Regions from separate parts of the Danio rerio genome. Here region 2 is linked to region 1. Evidence: chromatin contacts called from public HiCAR-type data. All regions are on one chromosome and are shown on one strand. Each heading gives the region's core, a stretch centred on a gene start, on an enhancer-like site or on the middle of the called end of the contact. The rest is flanking DNA. Distances are from core to core; before and after follow the strand shown.

Region 1 (3,238 bases), core at 198-2,697:
ATTCAGAATAAGCATGTGCAAGTAATATGAAATGTTCACATATCTTTTATGAGTTCATTATTTGAGAAGTAGAATGCAAGGCTGTTTACAGCGGTTTGATGGATAAATATGAATTTGATATTATACAACACCTCTGGCTACGCCCCTTTGCTGCTATTTTTTTGTAATCCCCAAACTTTGTTGACTGTAGGCTTTGCTAAGCTAACTCTGTAAAAGCCAATGTCTCCCTTTGCATTGAACTGATTGTTTATGTTACATTACACATCAACTAAAGTTAACAATATGATGTCATAGTGGACCACTACTTTAACTAATTATTTATCTCATTCTAATGTCGTTGATATTTAACAATGTCAAATTTGTTTTTTTTTGTTGCTTCAAATGAAAATGGATATTTTAAAGGTTCATAATTAAAAATTGTTATAAGAATCATTTACCAAACAACTAATTATTTGTCATGATCATGCTAATATTATGGACAGTAAGCATAACACCCAAACTTATGTTGGCACTAGTGCATTTTTAAAATCTAAAACATATTTAAGGACTTTTAGCCATTCGCAATAATAGATCATGACATCAAAGTTGTTTACCTGAGATTCAAATTGTAGGCATTAACTCATTTTCTGAGAAACTGAATATGAAGAAGTGTTTTCATGCTTCAACCAAGAACAAATAATGTTTCAGCTAATGGGGTATGAAAATGACTTGATTTCTGCCAGACCTTTCTGCTTTTATTTTTTGCTTTATCTTCACATTTCACAGAAACCAACTTCTTATCTTGTGTAATTTTGGTAAATGTGTCTTGATAGAAGATTCTAGATGCCCCCTGTTATTATAGATTTTTAGCATGACGTCCAAACTGATTTTTTTTTTTTGTGCATGAAATGAAAATGGATGTTTTTGTTCTAAACATGTTTTTGAAAAGAAAAATTATGTTATCAATATGTAGCATAACATTTGCCTCACTATGAGCTGCAGTGGGTCATGGGTCTGAATGTATCAATCATAATGTGCGTGTGCATATGTGTGTGTGTGTGTGTGTGTGTGTGTGTGTGTGTGTGTGTGTGTGTGTGTGTGTGTGTTGAGCGAAGACTCTTCATCCTTTCATCTCACTGAATCACTCACAGCTCCATCAATCACTCCCTCTGACGTCTTCTCATCAACAAAGGGTCCAGCTTTGAATGATAAGATCTGTCTCCACACACACACACACACACACACACACACACACACACACACACACACACAAGCAAGCCTCTATCACATGACGCACACAAAGAACAAACAAGCTGCCACCATACAGCCATATATAAATCCTCGAACAGAACACACACACACACAGACATACACTCACCTACATGCTCTGGATGGTGCAGGACTCCAGTACTCTGCAGTTGTTATGATGCTTGCATTCTAATGTATGGGAGAAACCATCTACACCCCCTTCATTAAACTCCCACTCAGCAGTGGCCATCACCATGAGCAGTTTCCATGGCAACATACCAGCAAACACTGATGGCAGAGTAAAAAAATAAAATAGATCCCCCGTGAGGCTTAGGCCAGATACTTTCAGAGGGAAACAGAAGACGACTGCAACCCTAAACTTTTTACTCTTCTCTTATAACAATTCTACAATACATTTTAATGACTATTGCATTTTTATTGGATATTCATTCATTCATTCTCATTTTCTTTTCAACTTAGTCCCTTTATTAATCAGGGGTCGCCACAGCGGAATGAACCGCCAACTAATCCAGCATATGTTTTACGCAGCGGATGCCTTTCCAGCTACAACCCAGCACTGGGAAACACCCATACAATCTCATTTACACACTTACACTACAGACAATTTTAGCTTACCCAATTCACCTATATCGCATGTCTTTGGATTTGTGGGGGAAACCGGAGCACCCGGAGAAAACCCAGACGAACACTGAGAGAACATGCAAACTCCACACAGAAATGCTAACTGACCCAGCCGAGGCTTGAATCAGTGACCTTCTTGCTGTTAGGCGACAGTGCTACCCACCGCACCACCGCTCCCCCTTTATGAGATATACAGCCATGAAAACAATTGTCAGTTTCTTTGCATTTATGATTTACAGTTTTAGTGTATTTGAGTTTTATTATGCAAGATATTTGACAGTTTTTCCAACATTTCTTGCAAAAATGCTGTCAGTTTTTGTGTATGCTGTTGCACAGAATAACAAAACACATGAAATGCTTCAGAGATTCATTTAGAATTAATAAATATTGTTTTTTAAACTTTTGAAATATAAAAATATCTTTGATGAGAGGAGAAATAGTCGTGCACAACTGAGCCTGGTTTCTCTCGGGGTTTTTTTCCTTCACTTTCTTCATTTAGTGAGCTGTTGTTTCTCGTCACTGTCTCCACTGGCTTGCTTGGTTTTGGGACTTGTAGAGCTGCACATCGATGGATTTGCTCTTCAGCATTAGGACTTTCAGCAGTGACAATTAAACCACACTGAACTGAACTAAACTGAACTTCAACTCTGAAAACTGGACTAACACTTCAATTTACTATAATCTATGTGAAGCTGCTTTGACACAATCTACAGTGTAAAAGCGCTGTAGAAATAAGGATGAATTGAATTGAATGATAACCATATACTGTTACAATTTTAAAAATAATCTTAATTTCAATTGTGCAGTGTAGAATCAGTATTCTGGTTAACAGTATGTTTCCTTAACATATGCAGTTAAACAAATACACAAACATTCATTCATTGTCTTGTCGACTTAGTCCCTTTATTAATCCGGGGTCGCCACAGCGGAATGAACCGCCAACTTATCCAGCAAGATTTTACGCAGCGGATGCCCTTCCAGCCACAAACCATCTCTGGGAAACATCCACACACACACACTCATACACTACGGACAATTTAGCTTACCCAATTTACCTGTGCCACATGTCTTTGGACTGTGGGGGAAACCGGTGCACCCGGAGGAAACCCACGTGAAGGCAGGGAGAACATGCAAACTCCACACAAAAACGCCAACTGAGCTGAGGTTCGAACCAGCGACCCGGCGACCTTCTTGCTGTGAGGCGACAGCACTACCTGCGCCACTGCCTCGCCATACACAAACATATACAACTGTAAATTGACTTTCCCAAAATTCCCTACATGGCACTTAACTTTTTGTTGAAATGACTATAGTTCTTTTAAATAAATAAATGTATGATGTGTTGATTTCATACTTCAAAACACTAGTG
Region 2 (3,262 bases), core at 19-2,518, 210 kb before region 1:
TATATATATATATATATATATATATATATATATATATATATATATATATATATATACATACAGGCATATGTCGAAATAATGTAGCAATACATTTTATGATAAGATAAATAAGTTTATTTTTCCACACAAGAAAATTAAAATAACAATCCATAAATTGCATTTTACCAGAATAATTAAATATAAATAGGCCTATAACAAATAAAAATTTACAACATTAATTGATTGAAAAGTAATATATAATCATTATTATTTTTCAATTTCCCAAAATCACAATTGCATATGCCTAGATTTTGCACAAATGCAGAATGTATTCGGTATTTTACAAAATGCTATTACAGTTTAAGCTTCGTTTTCTGCACATGCTGTTTTGTCTAAAATGAAGGACTAAGAAAGTAAGAAACATCACTTGTCTTTTTGCAGTTTGTGTTTTTATTTATAACCTATTGTATATTTTGTGTATATTAACAGTGACTCAATTAAATCTGTATATATACAATTTATTATAGCCAACAGTGTGCAATATATAAAATATTGGGTAAATAAATATATAAATAATTCACTGTATCCCACCTGACAATGCGACCTCCGAAACATCCCCATGCATATAAATCATCCTTGATATGAAAACGATGAATTTGATTAACCAGACAAAAATTCAAATCTTGTTGATTTAGCATGATTGATATCGCAGGGCTGATATCTGAAGTCGAGTAGAAGAAAACAAGCGAGCGCGAGATTCGAAACTCGCGCCAAATTCTCCAATCTCTTGTTGGTCATTATGACGCACCAATGCTGCAGCGCGTGCTGATCTCGTAGTGCCATTTGGAAACATTAACAAATAGTCGACATCCGTGACCATGTTGCATGACACCATGAGATCGCTGTATGCGGTGAAGAACGTTCATGCTCGCGGTGCCAAGTACCAATTACTGTTTTTAAAGACTGCATGTAAAAACAGATCTCGGACAAGACTGTGAAATAAGCTATCTAGCCCTCCCTCTGCTCCAGACGATACAGTCCGCTCTGCTCAGCGATACAATCTTCCTCACTGCTGTATTCCATAAGCACGATCTAGACGAATCAAAGACGCAAAACATTTGGCATGTTGCATATCTTCCACCGTAGGTGCGCAGTCGTCCATTTCCAAAACATGGTTTGAAGCAACGGAGGCGCGCCATTCTTCTTAACGCAAATTAACAGGCGTCTTTAGGTAGCGGGGTTGGAGAGGAGTCGAGCAAGGGGATCTCCCCTCCCCAACCCAGCCGCTGAGGTGGAGAGGGGGAGGGGAAACCCGCTGGATCTACGGGAGGGAGCCCTTGGCCAGCCGCGCAAAAGGAATTCCCACCAAACGTAGCCCAGATTTAAGGGGGATCCGTGGACTCGATAGACACAAACAACTGCAAACCTTATAGGTACATTCCCGTCGTGCCACAGTTTTATTTTGACCTCATAAAAACACATGGTTGGAGAAATTGATCTGAATAACGGGAGAAGTGTGGCGTTCATAGATAACATCGTTTGTAAACTGATATAATTTAGTAAACAAATAAAAAATGACAATCATGCATTCCGCAGCTTATTATCAGTTAAGATTGATTGAATCAACGAGATTATAATTATCATTATTATTATTTTTAATGAAATGTAATACCACTTTTGAAGTCTCAACACGTATCCACCTTAAAATAAGCATGCAGTATTTCAAATAGAGAGAGCTCATGATCGTGGTTAATGCCCTGGTCAGATGTTCTGCTTGGCCAAATTTGGAAAGCTAAGAGTGTTTGCTAGGCTTTATTGATTGGAAAACCAGGGTAATATAATTATATTAGAAAGTATGTTATAATAAATTGTGATGATGAAATCATTAACTGATCACTGTGTAGTCTATATGTCTGGTCTGTGCGCGCGCTTGTTGAAATATTAATTCAATCACATTTCTAACGATCTTTGTGAGCAATGATCTGCTAAACACCGTATCATGTAAAAATCCCTGTTAATGCTTTAAATGAGAATTATTATAGAGTGTTTGAAAAAAAGAAAAGTAAATGCATGCCTGTTTTGAAAGTATTGTGAGTTGAGGTTTCGCATTTCAAATGAATTACTCTCAGCTTTCCAACAGTCGCAGTTCACACCTATGTAAACGCACCCCGGAGGGCAACAGATTTATTTGCAAGAGAACTATTTTACCCCTCCTTCTTACCCTCGACTCGGTGATGGATGGACGATCTCTCTTTGTCTAAATGCAAATAGACTTTAACCCTGAATTAATGGATAACTCCGTAGAGGGGTGATTACTCGACTTTCGGGTTGATCTGCCTTTTTCGTAGTCCGTCTGTCACCAAGTACATGACAATTGATCATTTGACGCACATTTGGTGCACCCCCGAATGCGCGAATTACTACCTCTCTAGACGTTTAAGTAGACCTGAGTGTCCCTTTTTTTCGCAGGCCTATCTATCTATCTATCTATCTATCTATCTATCTATCTATCTATCTATCTATCTATCTATCTATCTATCTATCTATCTATCTATCTATCTATCTATCTATCTATCTAGATTGATATACGAAAAATACAAAACAAGTAATAAAATAATATCGTCCTTTCTTTTGCCGAAGTCATGCCCCATTTTCGTTTCGATTGATTTCGCCTGTGTTTTTAAGAGAGTTCTGCATGTCAGCATTACAGTGCAATAACTAGCCAATAATGTTTGGAATTTTGAATGCAATCTCCAGCGTTAACTCTGATAAACATAACATGGCTGTCATTTACCCCTGAGCTAGCTGCAGACCCCCTGTGGTGGTCTGTAAGGAGCCCCATTTAAAAGCTATAAAGAACACAGCAGCGCGTGCAGAGAGGGGAATGGGGAGGCATTTTGGATTTGATTTGAAGTTTTAGGATCAGACACTAGATCTGTTTTTTAATGCAGTGTTTTTTTTAGAGACTTATAAACCTGCTCCAAAAAATGCAACGCTCTCTCATTTGCAAATTGTTGTTTGAGTTTTATTATTACAGTTTAGCAAATAGTAAAATTTTCTAATACTTTTTATCAGTGTTTTTGTATTTAATGATGATATTTTTTGCAGTGATACACCAAAACATGTAGCACCACAGTTGAGCATTTGTTAATAACAGAGATTGTGCATACAACATATGTATGCCTATGTGTTCAGTTGTGCCCTGGTCTTCAACACGACTTGCACATTATTACCAGGGGTACTAAAATTTTATTTCCAGCTAACATTGTCAGGATATAGAGTG

Evidence for each region. HiCAR-type assays count read pairs that join an accessible place to other places.
Region 2: a HiCAR-type map of caudal fin shows a contact between it and region 1, with 4 times the contacts expected there. The contact joins two enhancer-like sites. A contact is called at or near these places in 2 of 4 datasets of contacts at active chromatin or transcription factors (caudal fin and embryo).

The regions. Positions count from the first base shown.
Region 1 is chr12:36,427,265-36,430,502 of GRCz12tu, reverse strand. No RefSeq gene overlaps it. Among named protein-coding and RNA genes, the nearest start is that of fscn2b, 63 kb to the right of the region's middle. Within about 2 kb of position 1,447, at least 9 of the 62 cell types and tissues checked have an H3K27ac peak or open chromatin away from gene starts, as enhancers often do.
Region 2 is chr12:36,638,822-36,642,083 of GRCz12tu, reverse strand. The region is part of intron 1 of bahcc1b (BAH domain and coiled-coil containing 1b); the gene reads left to right. Among named protein-coding and RNA genes, the nearest start is that of bahcc1b, 27 kb to the left of the region's middle. Within about 2 kb of position 1,268, at least 57 of the 62 cell types and tissues checked have an H3K27ac peak or open chromatin away from gene starts, as enhancers often do.